Linked DNA regions of Mus musculus: all the other regions are linked to region 1. A link is a contact called in public promoter capture Hi-C data. All regions are on one chromosome and are shown on one strand. The core of a region is the stretch at or near the end of the contact, and the rest is flanking DNA. Distances in the headings are between cores, read along the strand shown. Region 1 holds the start of Pold1 (polymerase (DNA directed), delta 1, catalytic subunit). Region 2 holds the start of Spty2d1 (SPT2 chromatin protein domain containing 1). Region 3 holds the start of Ldha (lactate dehydrogenase A).

Region 1 (4,557 bases), core at 1,492-3,991:
GGAGGGGTTTCCTAGGGCGTGCGAGTCCCCCACGTGACCGTGGTCTTTTGTGTCCCAGCCCTGGCCCCTGGGTGCAGACCCTCAGTCCCGAGATGCCCGTCAGCAACGCTTTGCCCACTTCACCGAGCTAGCCATCATCTCGGTCCAGGAGATTGTGGACTTTGCCAAGCAGGTGCCAGGGTTCTTGCAGTTGGGCCGGGAGGACCAGATCGCCCTCCTGAAGGCGTCCACCATTGAGGTAATAACTAGGCTCTAGGACGAGACCAGAGCTGAACATGGTACAGGCATGTCCTGACCCTTGTGGGGTGTAGTCAGCTGCAGGGTCCCATCCAACAAGGTATCTGGAGCCTCCAGAGAGCCAGCCAGGGAGAAAAGGGAAATGGGCTGAGGTAGAGAATAACGGAGGATATCAGATGGGCTGTTAAACAGGAAAATGACCCAAAGACTCCAAAGGAATGGATATTGGAGCCAAATCAAGGATAATGAAGTATTGAGAGTTAACTGTGTGCAGAGTTCTGAATGCTAAGAATTAAACCTCTAGCCTGGGCCTCACGGTAATGTGGGGTTAGTGGCCTTGGATGGGGCAGTGGGTGATAGAGTTGAAGGAAGGAAAGTTAAGAATGTCTTACCTGGCAGAAGGGTGGCAGCCTGCTGGTCTTGGCACATTTGACTCTGGGGCAGCTGAAGAGCCCTGTACCTTGTCACCTCCAGATCATGTTGCTAGAAACAGCCAGACGCTACAACCACGAGACAGAATGCATCACGTTCCTGAAGGACTTCACCTACAGCAAGGACGACTTCCACCGTGCAGGTCTGTGGAAGGCACTGACTTGGTCCTGGGGTTTCTGCCCCGTTGGCCCTCCAGGCCAGGCAGGCACTGGCAAGGAAAGATCATGTTTAGCGAGGCCAGATGCATCGTGTAAGAGGCACTCACAGGGTCTGTGTGGGGCGGAAGCCGGAGTAACTGTCACAGGCTGTCCTTCCTTCCCCTTTGAGTGCCCTGGGACCAGGGTCCGGTGTGAAGCTGGGCTGGGGCTGCTCTTGCAGGCTTGCAGGTGGAATTCATCAATCCCATCTTCGAGTTCTCGCGGGCCATGCGGCGGCTGGGCCTGGACGATGCAGAGTATGCCTTGCTTATCGCCATCAACATCTTCTCAGCCGATCGGCCTAATGTGCAGGAGCCCAGCCGTGTGGAGGCCCTGCAGCAGCCCTACGTGGAGGCGCTCCTCTCCTACACGAGGATCAAGCGCCCACAGGTACGGGAGCTGCCTGTTGTATATGAGCAGTCTCAGTATTGGGGTCCAGTGGCACATGTTGGGCACACTGAGCCTGGGGCCTGACCACTCAGGGTGCTGGCTTTCCAGACAAAGCTGGCTTTGCAGGACAGGGCCCCAGCAGGACCGACTTGCCTCCTCTCCCTGCAGGACCAGCTCCGCTTCCCACGCATGCTCATGAAGCTGGTGAGCCTGCGCACCCTCAGCTCCGTGCACTCGGAGCAGGTCTTTGCATTGCGACTCCAGGACAAGAAGCTGCCGCCCTTGCTGTCCGAGATCTGGGATGTGCACGAGTAGGGGCAGCCACAAGTGCCCCAGCCTTGGTGGTGTCTTCTTGAAGATGGACTCTTCACCTCTCCTCCTGGGGTGGGAGGACATTGTCACGGCCCAGTCCCTCGGGCTCAGCCTCAAACTCAGCGGCAGTTGGCACTAGAAGGCCCCACCCCACCCATTGAGTCTTCCAAGAGTGGTGAGGGTCACAGGTCCTAGCCTCTGACCGTTCCCAGCTGCCCTCCCACCCACGCTTACACCTCAGCCTACCACACCATGCACCTTGAGTGGAGAGAGGTTAGGGCAGGTGGCCCCCCACAGTTGGGAGACCACAGGCCCTCTCTTCTGCCCCTTTTATTTAATAAAAAAACAAAAATAAAGTTTGAGTACAAGCCATTCCTGAGCCCAGTGTGGAGAGGGTGGGCCATCTCTCTGCCCAGGTGACTGCGCTTGGTCTAGGTTCAGGCCACAGGGGTAGGGGTCGCTCCGCCGAAGACAGGTTATCTTCATACAGCATAGTTTGAGACACTAAGGCGGATGGAGGCCAGTGGAAAAGGAGAGGAACTTTAAGAGGAGGGTCTCAAAAGAACACTTCTTTTTTTTTTTTTTTTTTTTTTTAATTTTATTTATTTTATTATTATATGTAAGTACACTGTAGCTGTCTTCAGACACACCAGAAGAGGGCATCAGATCTCATTATGGGTGGTTGTGAGCCACCATGTGGTTGCTGGGATTTGAACTCCGGACCTTTGGAAGAGCAGTCGGGTGCTCTTACCCACTGAGCCATCTCACCAGCCCAAAAGAACACTTCTTAGGGCCAGGTTTTCAAAAGCTGAGGACTGCATCTGGCCATGAGTGTCATAAGTCAGGAAATGATTTGTGGGGCAACAGAAGTTATACAAGAACCTGGGCGTGTAGGGACTCTGAGGAAAACAGAAAAGAAGCTTGCTTCTAGCAAAGCATCAGGGTAGCATCCACTGTGGCAGTCTTCTAACGCTCCTGCAGTGGGCGCTCGGGGACCGCAGGCCAAACCCCTAAGAGCCAGGATGCTGGGGGCGTGTCCTTGTTCCGTTAGCGTCATGGGGCGGGGCCACTTGCGAGAGGCGTGGTTGTGGGTCCTCCAGAGTGGGACGTGGTTTGATCGCCCAAGCGGGCTAGGGGCGGGACCCAGCGGGCGCGCCGCAGCTCTGGGCCTGCGCGCAGAGGGTTCAGGGGTCACGGCGGCGTATCTTGTGGCGGGAAAAGCTGTTTGAGGCGGTAAGTAAGGAAGAAGAGTATGGGGCGCTCGGTCGCGCAGCTGACGCCTCGAGCAGAGTGCTCGCAGAATGTCTGCAGCTGGGGGAAGGATAGAGCAAGGCTGGCAATGCAAAGGACAGATCCCCTGGAGCTTAGGACCTGGGGTGCGCTGGACTGTCCGGGTGTGGGCTCAGCGGCGTGCACGCTAGCCAGGAGGGAGGGGCCGGAGGTGCAGGGCGTTGGTGCCTGTTCCGCTGTTCGAGAGACAAGGCGACGGTATCAGAAAGTCCAGCAAGAAGTAGGAATGAGCCGGGAATAGTGGCGCACTTTTATCCCCCGCACTCGTGAGGCAGAGACAAGCGGATCTCCGAGTTTGAGGCTAGTTTAGTTTACAGAGTGAGATCCAGGATAACCAGGGATACACAAGAGAAACCCTGCCTCAAAACCCCAAATTTTTTTTAAAAAGTAGGAATGGGAGGAAAAGTAATGCCTTAGAGCCTTTTCTTTTTTTCTTAGTGCGTGCGCTATGATGCGCACGTGGAGATCTGAGGACAACTTTGTGGCGTTGTCTCTTTCCGCTATGTGGATTCCCTAAGATCTAACTCAGGCTGTTCAGCTTGGCCAACAAGCTCAAATATCCATTCCGCTGTCACATCGGGCCCCATGTGATGCTTTATATACTAAATAGAACAAGCAAATTGATACTAGATGGGACAGTCTGCTTACCCAGTTTGGTGTTTGGTGGGGGAGGTGAGACATATCCCACAGTCCCAGAGCAACTGTCACTGCAGGGTCCCAGGGGAGGAGCCAGGTGTGAAGCTGGCAGTGTGTGAGGTACCCTGGGGAAAATGAATGGTTACTGTTTTAGTGTGCCACCATCACCACAGCGGGAGTGGGAGTGAAGACAGCTGTCCTGCAGGATGCTGCAGCTTCAGAGAGCATCCCTCTAGCGAGTGGGGCTTGCACCTGGGTCTGACTGTCCTGAGGGGAATGGGAACGTTGTGCCTCCAAGAACATCCCTGTCCGGGAAAAGGGGAGACTGAGGTGACAGAAGCAGTTTGTGGGAGTGGAGGAGCTTAAGGGGCCACCCCTCCAGGAGAGGTACAGGAATCCTTGGATCTGGCAGCCCTGGGAGAGGTGACATGAAACAATTGTTCAGCCTTTGGAGGCAGGAGGATGGCATGTTCTAAGCCTGCTAGGGCAGCTTGGTGAGATGATGTCTCAAAATGAATAAGAGAGCCAGGATGTAGTTAGTGGTACAGCCTAGAATCCCTCAGTGAGGGGTTGGGGTGGGACTCAGTATTGAGCCCTGCTGAGTTAAACCCCCAGACCTCTACTGGCTTTTGAGACTCAGGCTTTCTAGCTCAGACTTGGCTTTGAATTTGCCTTTGAGGCATACAGCTTGGATTATGGGTAATGGCAGATCCAGTATGGATTGGCTTATATCTGGGAGGTATGTTGTGAGTGACTTACTGGCGAAGCTACTGTTTGTCATAGCACCGCCTTCCCACTCTGGTCTGTGGGAGCCAGCTCCACTGCTTCCCCCGCCTCCTTCCGGAGCTGTGTGTGTGTGTGTGTGTGTGTGTGTGTGTGTGTGCGCGCGCGCGCGCGCATGCTTCCTGACCTGGTGATGGAGGGATGCTCATTTTCTGTGCAGTGCAAAGCCATGTCCCCATGTCAGTGGTCCTCAGTGGTGTCCTGCAGCTTTATTAGTGCAGCGCGTGAACTTGTGTGTTTGGTTGAACTGTTTGGAAGTTGTAGCTGGCATGATATTTCA
Region 2 (4,557 bases), core at 823-3,322, 2.5 Mb before region 1:
TGATCAATCTGCTGAATTAATTGTTTCTCCTTGTAAAGGTAGTGTAACGGTTGTCAACTTGACTATATCTGGAATGAACTACAATCCAGAATTGGAGGGCTCACCTGTGATCCAGATCTTGAAGCTGGAAGACACAAGTTTCTGACCTGGATCTTGGCAAGGAAATTTCTGAGTTCAAGGTCAGCCTGGGGCAAAGCAAGTCCCAGATCCAGGCTTGGTGGTACACACACACCTTTAATCTGGGCCACACCTTACGTTGGACCACACCTTATGCAAGGCCACACCTTATGCTGGAGCCTATATAAGGACACTGGAAGAAGGAAGAATCACTTTTTTTTTTGCCTTAACTTACTTGCTAGGAGATCTGTTGGAACTTCCACAGAAGACCAGCCAAGACGACTAGCCTTGTGGGACTAAGTACTAGATTCTTGGACTTCCCATTCATAGTTGGCCATCGTTGGACTACAAACTGTAAATAATCACAATAAATTCCCTCACTATAGAGACATTTCATAAGTTCTGTGACTCTAAAGAACCCTGACTAATACAGATAGGGGTTCTGCCATTCCCTTACTCCTGACTGAATTACCACAAGCAGCGGCAGTAATTTAACATTAGCTACTGTGCATGTTCTCTCTCTCTCTCTCTCTCTCTCTCTCTCTCTGACACACACGCATGCGTGTGCGCGCGCACACACACACACACACACACACACACACGCACACACACATATACGCATGCTCATTACTACTATATAGTTACTGACAGTTTCATGGGTACACATTTACAGCAGCTCAGATGAGCTAATTTAACATGGAAGAGACATGCCCTGTTTAGTAGTGCACAACTAAGTTCTGGTATTCTATGGAGCCCTTACTAATATACAGGCAAAAACACTCACACACAAAAATGTATATACGTATGTATTAAAAAGCATCTATAAGTACAAAAAAAGTATCTATAAAAGGAATATTATGTTGAGTTAGGGGCGGGTTCTTAAGATATCTGAGGCTGAGGAAGAGAAAAATTTCTACACTGCCAGCCAGTGATGGTGCATGCCTTTAATCCTTGCACTTGGGAAGCAGAGGCGGGTGGAACTCTGTGAGTGTGAGGCTAGCCTAGTCAACAGAGTAATTTCAGTACAGCCAGAGCTACACAGACAAACCTTGTCTAGGAAAGGAAAGGAAAGGAAAGGAAAGGAAAGGAAAGGAAAGGAAAGGAAAGGAAAGGAAAGGAAATTTAAAATTCTAGGGGGAAGGCAGGCTTCATCTTGGTCTTTTACTCAGCCTGAAGTGGAGCCATTCCAATACAGGCGCTCACATCATCACAGAATAAGGTCTATTGTATACACTCACCCTTTCAGCTGTACAAAAAATAGTAAATAATGCAGCCACCCCCACAGTCCAGTTTAGGGGTATTTCCATCACACCAAACCGGTCCGTAGCCCATTCCCACCCCCAGACTCAGGTATACCTAGTTATTCACGTCTACTTTATTGAGTCGAAATGACCAAATTCAAGATAACGCAAAAGAAAGTCAGGCTAGACTCCCAATGAATGCACTATATTCTGCAGTGCGTCAGAGTCAAGTTCTGCTTGGCATGTGACGAAGGTCTTCGCTCTTTCCCTAGGTTTTTAAAAGAACATCAGGTGCCTCCAGGAGATAACTGGCGTCCCAGGGACAGGATTCTTGTGCGCATGCGTAGCTTCGGGGCTCCAGCGAAACGAAACCGAGATCCCTTGCTCCAGACCTGTCGCACCAGCTGTTGGAATACCGTCATTTGGAATCTGTACATCCACGCGTGACACCTACAGAGCCCAGCTCTAGAAGGGGGTCGGGTCTCTCTTCTTCTCCACCCCCCCCCCTCCCACCCCACCCTCCCCGGATCTCACACTGAAACCCTCTCTCGCCGCGAAGATCCTCGGGCTGACCGCTCTCCCCGCCCCCTTTAGCCACACCCCTAAACTGCCATTTTGCGTCTGATTGGCTAGTAAAAGCCTCAGTCCCACCCATTTGAGCCAACGCCAACGGCCACGTACCCGTTTTCCGTGTCTTATCTCCGAAAGCGGAAGTTGCGCAAATACTTGCGAGCGCTGCGGAGGCGCTGAGCGTGTGTGTGTGAGTGTGTGTGTGTATGTGTGTATACATACACACACATACTTCGTATTCGGCGGCAGCGCGGGGGCGGTACACGGCATTAGAAGGCGCCGGAAGTGTCGGTGTCGAGGGGCGGCGAGAGAAGGGCCACCAAGGCAAGCCAGTCAGTAGCGCTTAGGCTCAGCGAGAGGCAAGACTCGCATCCACCGCGTCCCGAGTCCCCGGCCCAGCCGGGCTTTTCTCTTCGGCCAGACATGGACTTCAGGGAAATCCTCTTGATCGCTTCCAAAGGACAAGGTGTCAACCACGTACCGGTGAGTCCCCGGGGTTGCTGTAGGAAACCCGGGCGTCAAGTTCGTGTGTGGTGGGTGGAACTTCTCGGGGAGCGTCTGTCGGCCTCGGGAAAGCCTGAACTACGCACGCCCTCTTCTGGAGTTTTAGCGGAGGTGTGGGTACACGGGAGCTGGGGATGGAAAAGGGAGCGCTTTCTTGGGGTCGCTTTCGCCAGCTCCTGTGCCCTGAAAAGTAGGCTTTGCGGCTTTCGGTGTTTTTAAGAGTTGCGCAAAGTCGGGGGGGATAAGCCGCGCCTGACTGAATACTGTGTAGCATTAGTAGCGCCTGGCGTCGAATAAACTTCAGCCCCTAAATTGAGGACCAGTATAGTCAGGAAACTCGGGGACTTTTAAGAACTTTAAGGACTTGTCCTGATAGCCTTTGGGTCTTTTAGCGGGTCGAATACGGATTTCCAGGTGAACGTTTTGTGATTTCTTGAAAGCGTTCTCCGGTTCGTGGCCCCACCCACTGAACCAAAGATGGTATCACCTGCCAAGGAGGTATCTTCTGTTGGAAAGAGTTCAGGGCTTTGCAGGAAATCCATAGCCAACTGTGAGGTGATCATGTGGGCTGCGGGTGTGCTGGTAGACCTTTTATTTGCCGTATGTCCCTTGGATCTATCGGTTCCCTGTGCGAACGGATTGGGCAAAGCCTTTTTCAGCTTTCATTTCCTAGTGGGCTTCCAGATTTTTAGGTTCCGTTTGCTCAGTAAATGTGTGAGTTTGATAGTATTTTCAGAGGTAAATACTGAAGTGGTCCCACATCTGCTTTCTGGGGTTATAGCTGTTTTGCATAAACTACTCATTTCTGGATCACCAGAAGGTACCCACAGAACAGCTGTAAACCGATATATCGCAATGTGATACCCGAGATTTAATCTGTGAAGTGTCCAACTTAAAAGAACCTTCTAGAGTCAATCAGTTGGAATTTGCGATCTCACTTGGATTCTGCATTTCCTAATTTTGTATGTTGCAGTATTTTTTCCTATCTTGTCACTTCCTGTCAAATCCAGCCTATTTTTTAACCCTTGAGTATATCTACCTAAATTAATGAGTAAACGTAGTTATATTTGTATGCATGCACACACACACACACACACACACACATATATGTCCCACCCTGATAATAATCACTCAATAAGATTCTGCTAAGCCACATCTCATCAGCCTTGCAGGTTTTGCTGTGGGCACAAGCCTTTATGCATTTGTACTTTATGCATTTGTAGATTATCTAGTCACATTACTGTTAGATATCATAATCATGTTTGCATAATTTGGTCTGTATTTTATCTTAAATTTTCTTGAATCTCGAGAAAAGTTTAAAAGAAAAACAAAAAAACAAAAACAGATACTAGCTTTAGTGCCCAAGAATTGTCTTGTGGAAGAATCAGAACCCAGATTTAGAAAGCCAATATCTGGTTGGGTGTAATGGCTCATACCTTTAATACCAGCACTCACAGAGGCAGGAGGATCTTGTGAGTCCAAAGCCAGCTTGGTCTACACCAGGACAGTCAGGGCTAAGGAGAGAGACCCTGTCTCAAAAAACTAAAAAAAAAGAAGGGAGAGAGAGAGAGAATGAGAATGAATGAATTAGAGAGAGAGAATGAGAATGAATGAATTAGAGAGAGAATGAGAATGAATGAATTAGAGAGAGAGAGAATGAGAATGAATGAATTACTAAAAGCCAAAGCTTCTGGGAAAAGGGCAGACAGATCATCCTAGAGCAGAAAAATTTTAAATGCGTGATACTTAGAGAGTACGTGTATTGGTTGCTTTGTGATTGTACTCTGTGAAGTGATTTACATTTATAAACCATCCTTCCCTCCCCTAAAAGAGAGAGTAAACTTAGAGGTTTGGCTCAGTGTGCATCCTTAACTTCTTTATCTTTTACACGGAATGAAAGCCATAAAAAAGAAATCAATTGGAATAAAACAAGGTAAATAGTGTTAAATTTAATCCATGATCTTGCTTAATCTGACCCATCTATCCAGCTTAATTTTATCAGCTCAGGATAATTTGAACGCTGATTAAACACAGAGTATTAACAAATTCCCATGTCCCGTGCTTTATATTTAATATACATCAACACAGGTTGTATTACATGTGTGTTGCTTTCATGTTGCTGTTT
Region 3 (4,557 bases), core at 1,451-3,950, 2.3 Mb before region 1:
CTGCCTCAAAGTGTTTTCTAATTCAGTGATAAAGTTGTAACTAATTAAATTTTAGCCCTATGATTGATAAGAAAATTAGATCCGAGATGGCTTGGGGGTGTGTGTGTGAAATCAGCTCCTGCATTCGTCTGCTGAGCTGAATTTCATCTCCAGAACCCATAAGGCAAGCGAGAACCAAAAATTTACCCTCTCACATGGGTGTGCTCAGTTATTTTTCCAAAGGAAAATTATATACCCCAGGAAACAGTGGGATTTGAATAGAAGTTCAAGACAACCTATTCAGTAGGATTTTAATTTTTAATCAATATGCACATATAAATTCCAATTCAAAAATCACTTTAGATTTGGGTATATAGGTCAATGGTTACCTAGCATGTTGGAGGCCCTAGGTTCATGTAACTGAGAAAGTAGAAGAAAAGGTATATACTTTGACGCTGTTACTTTGGTGGTTTATTTTATTTTATTTTATTTTATTTTTGGAGACAGCCCTGGCTGTCCTGGAACTCACTTTGTAGACCAGGCTGGCCTCGAACTCAGAAATCCACCTGCCTCTGCCTCGCAAGTGCGAGGATTAAAGGCGCCCGGCTGTCAGTTACTTTGGATAATCCCTTTCTTGTGTATCATTATGTTGCAAAATGTTTCACAGATGACTGAGTGTGTGCAAACCTTGATAGTTTTACATACAATGTGACAATGTAGGGATGTCCTCTCCCCCACACCCCACCCATAGGCTTGGGCCATGAAGGATCTCCACTTACCTTCATTAAGATACTGATGGCACAAGCCATGCCAACAGCACCAACCCCAACAACTGTAATCTTGTTCTGGGGAGCCTGCTCTTCCTTAAGAAGATTCACAATCAGCTGGTCCTTGAGGGTTGCCATCTTGGACTTTGAATCTTTTGAGACCTAAGGGGTATACACCGTGTGTCATTGTAACCTGCCCAAGGTATACTCACCAAGTCCCTGTATTTAAAAAAAAAAAAAAAAAAACGCTGACTTTGCTACCTTTGGACTCCTTTTCCATTAAGTGACAATGTGACAAAGAACAGAAGTGGAAAACCAAGAATAGCCAGCGCCAGGGTGTGGTCTGGCTCTCACCAGGAAGGCTCTCACCTTGAAATGGAAAAATAATACCGAGGTCTCCGTGTACGTGTAGCCGCCTGAGGACTTACTCATCTTGATGAACCCCAAAAGGGGATGGTATCTCCTCTTATATGGTTAGAAAGCTGCCCTCCCGCTCTTCTCCCATCACCCAGAGCCCTACAGCAAGTAGAGCGCCAAGTTGCTCCAGGAAGTACCAAAAATCAAGAGCAGAGGGCGCCAATAACGGCCACAAGGTGCGACCCCAAGGCATAGCAACGTGCTTAAGCCTGCGCACGCGCAAGCTTCCTTCCTAACCCCCCCACCCCCGCAAGAACCCAAGTTGTATGACCAGCCCAGATCCAGAAGACTGGCAGGCGGGGGAAGGCAGTGCGCGTGCGCAATTTCAGAATCAGGTGTCATATATATAGGTCTAGCGACTGCTGGCCATGGATGAGACCTCTGGCAGGCAGTTCGGCGTCAAAGTTTGGCCCTTACTAGAGCCCAAAGCACAAGCGCGGTGAAGTGGAGCTGGCAGCCACCTTAGCCTGGTGCCAGAGTGAGATCTCAAATGCCACTAACAGGATTAGGGCCTTCACCCACCAGGGCGGGGCCTCATTACCCAGGATGTGGCCGCTAAGGGAAATTTCTTCAGTTCCAAAATGGGGATACAATTGCGGAGGGCCTGAGGCCTGGAGCCCACTCCCACCCCCGCGATGGCCACCTTTCCCAGCAAGCACCATGTCTATTTTTGAAATCGTTCCAAAGTGCAAAAGGACTGGACAAGATCTCTGGGCAAGCAGCCTAGGGCCATCAAGCAGGAATCCGGTCTCCTTACAACCGCTGCTATTTCTAGACAGCCTTGTGAGGTCTCTGCTGACTGGGGGCAGGGCGTGGGGCTCTTCCCTCAGAGAATCTACTTCACGCAAACCTCAAGTCTGTGCTCTATTAGGACAGGGTGCCTCTACTTCCCACCTACGACCCGATGGGTGTCGCAGGCCTCTCAGCTACAGGTTTCCTCCTTCCGTCTAGGGTGCAGAGGAAGGACTGCGACTCTTCCCGCTTCCTCTCCGCACGCAGCGCGCTTAGCACGATCCCCAGTCACACCAGGAGCGAGCCTCTTAACAAAATGCGTTTAGGGCAAGAGCGCCCTATAATCTGCAGGAAACAACCACTCCACCGAGCCCACGCAAAGGAAAATGCAAACCGCACGGCTGCTCCGAAGCACCCGCCCCGGACGTGCCAAGGCTTTTTCGGCCCCCATGGGCTCGAGTTACGGGAGCTCAAGTTTCGCACCGCTCCCTCGCCCCCGTTCGGTGGCTCCCAACCTTCAGGCCAGCCACCCCTTAGTCCTCTTTACACGGGTCTCGCCGCCCCAGGCTGGGTGGGGCCGCCTGCTCAGTTCCCCAAAGCACAGTAGCCCACGCGTGCCCAAATCTGAACACCCTGCACCTCCACCCCGGATAGGGACCCCCTGTGCCGGCAGCGTGGGGCCCAACCGTACCGCTAGTGCACGATGGGGGGGCGACTGGCGAGGAGAAGCAGCGTGGCCCGAGCTCGGCGACAGTGGCTCCAGCACGCAGAGCAGCACGCGGGCGGGGCCTTAAATGGAAGCTCCGCGCTGACGTCAGAGTGGGAGCCCAGCGGACGTGCGGGAACCCACGTGTAGGCTGGGCCGGGGGCGGGCGTCCAGCCGGGCTAGGCGCCACCGAGACCGGGGCGGCGCGCGCAGCACGATGTCCCTGCAAGAGTGGCTCCACGTGTGCTGCGACACCCCAAAGAAAGGCCAACCCGACATGCTCCTCAGCCTCAGAAGCAGGAGCCCGAAATGCATCGATCCTCCGCCTCCTTCACCGGAAAACTTGTGAGACTCAGAAAAAACCCTGGTCACTTTCTTCATTGCTGTTCCCGGCGCCGGGAACAACTCCTGGCAAGCAACAGGCCTTCAGTAAATATTGTGTGAAAGCACATGCCAGCACCGTGCCGGTCTATCCGCCATAGCAGCCTATCAGATGGGCCTTTCTCCTGCCCCACTTCCATCTCCCAAACCATGGGGGGAGGGGGGTGCGGCTCAGCTTCTGATGGCTTGCCAGCTTACATCCATATCTGCCCTCTCCCATGCCATCCCGCAGGCATTTGTGTTTAGCCTTACCAAGGAGTATCAGGGCCCTTGCTTGTTTTCACACACCCCCTCTGCCTTTAAACGTCTTTCTAGAGGTCTCATTAAGCTGTGAGGCCAGTTCCTGTTCCTCTCCCAGCTCCCGATCAACCGTATGTGAATCTTAAGGTACTCCACCACTGATAGGATGTGAAATGGAGTTTGCAACTGCTTTGATTTCCTTAGTGATGGGAAGAACTGTGACTTTCAACCCTGCTCACCCATCTCCCCGGAAGGGATGTGTTCACTGCAGATTAAGGTCTATTACAGTCTTGAGCAAGATTTGAACAAGCTGGTTGCAGGGTGCTGGATATGCAGGGATCATGTGAGAGGGAATGAAGCTCACAGCCCCCCCTTATTTTCGCTTGTCTGTATCCCTTGTGATCTCTTTTATAACAAACAACAGGCTAGGAGTGTGGCCAGGACAGGGACACTTGTCTTGCATACACCAAGGCCTGAGTCCCTCAGCAGAGCGCAAATTTAAAAAAATTAAAAAGTCAAACAGTTGGACCTGGAGAGATGGCTCTGCCATTAATATCACAAAAGCTTGTAACTCCAGATCCAGAGGTTCCAATACCCTCTTGACCTTCATAGAGTCTCTCTCCCCCTATATATAGTTAAAATTATTTTTTTAAAAAAGTCAGAACAAGAGAAATGAAATTTAACTTTTTAAAAGAAAAAAGTGAAGGTGAGTTCTAAGAGACACCAGAGCAAGTAGCAAGCAAGAGGAAGAGGAGAGCCTTGTGGATACCTCAGTGTAGAGTGGTGAGGGGGAAGCACAGGTGGAGATGTAGTAACTACTTGTGCTTATGGTCTTAGATTGGGGGCAGTCCCATGGGACTGAACTATTAACCTGTGGAATACAGTGCTCTAAGCAGAATGTAAACTGGGTTATCAGATGCCCAGGCCAGGTTCATCTGCTAGGAAATTGCTTTGTGCGGAAAACACACGTGTGGAAACCTCATGTGCACACAAGCTCCTTTGACCCCAGAAGGATTCTGGGAAGGGATACTGTTTCTTCCCTTCCCTTAGACCCATATACCCACAGAATGGAAACTCCCTCTTTTCATCACCCTATACTGTGGCCTGTGCACCCTTCAGGGACCCCCTCACAGGTAAGGAGTAGGACTCTGGACCCCATGCAGAACACAGATAGGCCTCCTTCCTCTCAGCAGCATTTGTGCAGCAGCATCACAAGGCCAGCTTCCAGAAAGACCCATACTTTGCACTTTCTTGGTTGCAAAGGGAAAATTCACCCCAGCTCCAGGAAAAATGGGACATCGGTTTAGCTCACTACAATGGTTTTCCAGATGCTGC

What was found. Capture Hi-C pulls out chosen DNA fragments and counts their contacts.
Region 2: a contact with region 1 is called in a promoter capture Hi-C map of liver, with 2.9 times the contacts expected there. The contact joins the promoter of Spty2d1 here to the promoter of Pold1 in region 1. A contact is called at or near these places in 1 of 484 Hi-C or Micro-C datasets (CD4 T cells) and 2 of 9 other capture datasets (adipose tissue and liver).
Region 3: a contact with region 1 is called in a promoter capture Hi-C map of adipose tissue, with 2.8 times the contacts expected there. The contact joins the promoter of Ldha here to the promoter of Pold1 in region 1. A contact is called at or near these places in 5 of 39 promoter capture datasets (the 3T3-L1 cell line, the C10 cell line, cranial neural crest and 2 more), 1 of 115 datasets of contacts at active chromatin or transcription factors (astrocytes) and 2 of 9 other capture datasets (adipose tissue and liver).

What each region holds. Positions count from the first base shown.
Region 1 is chr7:44,546,999-44,551,555 of GRCm38.p6, reverse strand. Pold1 (polymerase (DNA directed), delta 1, catalytic subunit) reads left to right here and starts at 2,741. Exons shown (of 27, transcript NM_011131.3): 1 at 2,741-2,801. It overlaps Nr1h2 (nuclear receptor subfamily 1, group H, member 2), which reads left to right. Exons shown (of 10, transcript NM_001285517.1): 7 at 59-238; 8 at 712-811; 9 at 1,048-1,256; 10 at 1,425-1,940. The coding sequence ends at 1,571.
Region 2 is chr7:47,005,929-47,010,485 of GRCm38.p6, reverse strand. Spty2d1 (SPT2 chromatin protein domain containing 1) reads left to right here and starts at 2,072. Exons shown (of 6, transcript NM_175318.4): 1 at 2,072-2,411. The coding sequence starts at 2,352. Gm32031 (predicted gene, 32031) reads right to left here and starts at 1,932. Exons shown (of 2, transcript NR_166573.1): 1 at 1,893-1,932; 2 at 1,478-1,762.
Region 3 is chr7:46,843,947-46,848,503 of GRCm38.p6, reverse strand. It overlaps Ldha (lactate dehydrogenase A), which reads right to left and starts at 2,700. Exons shown (of 8, transcript NM_010699.2): 1 at 2,587-2,700; 2 at 759-908. The coding sequence starts at 884.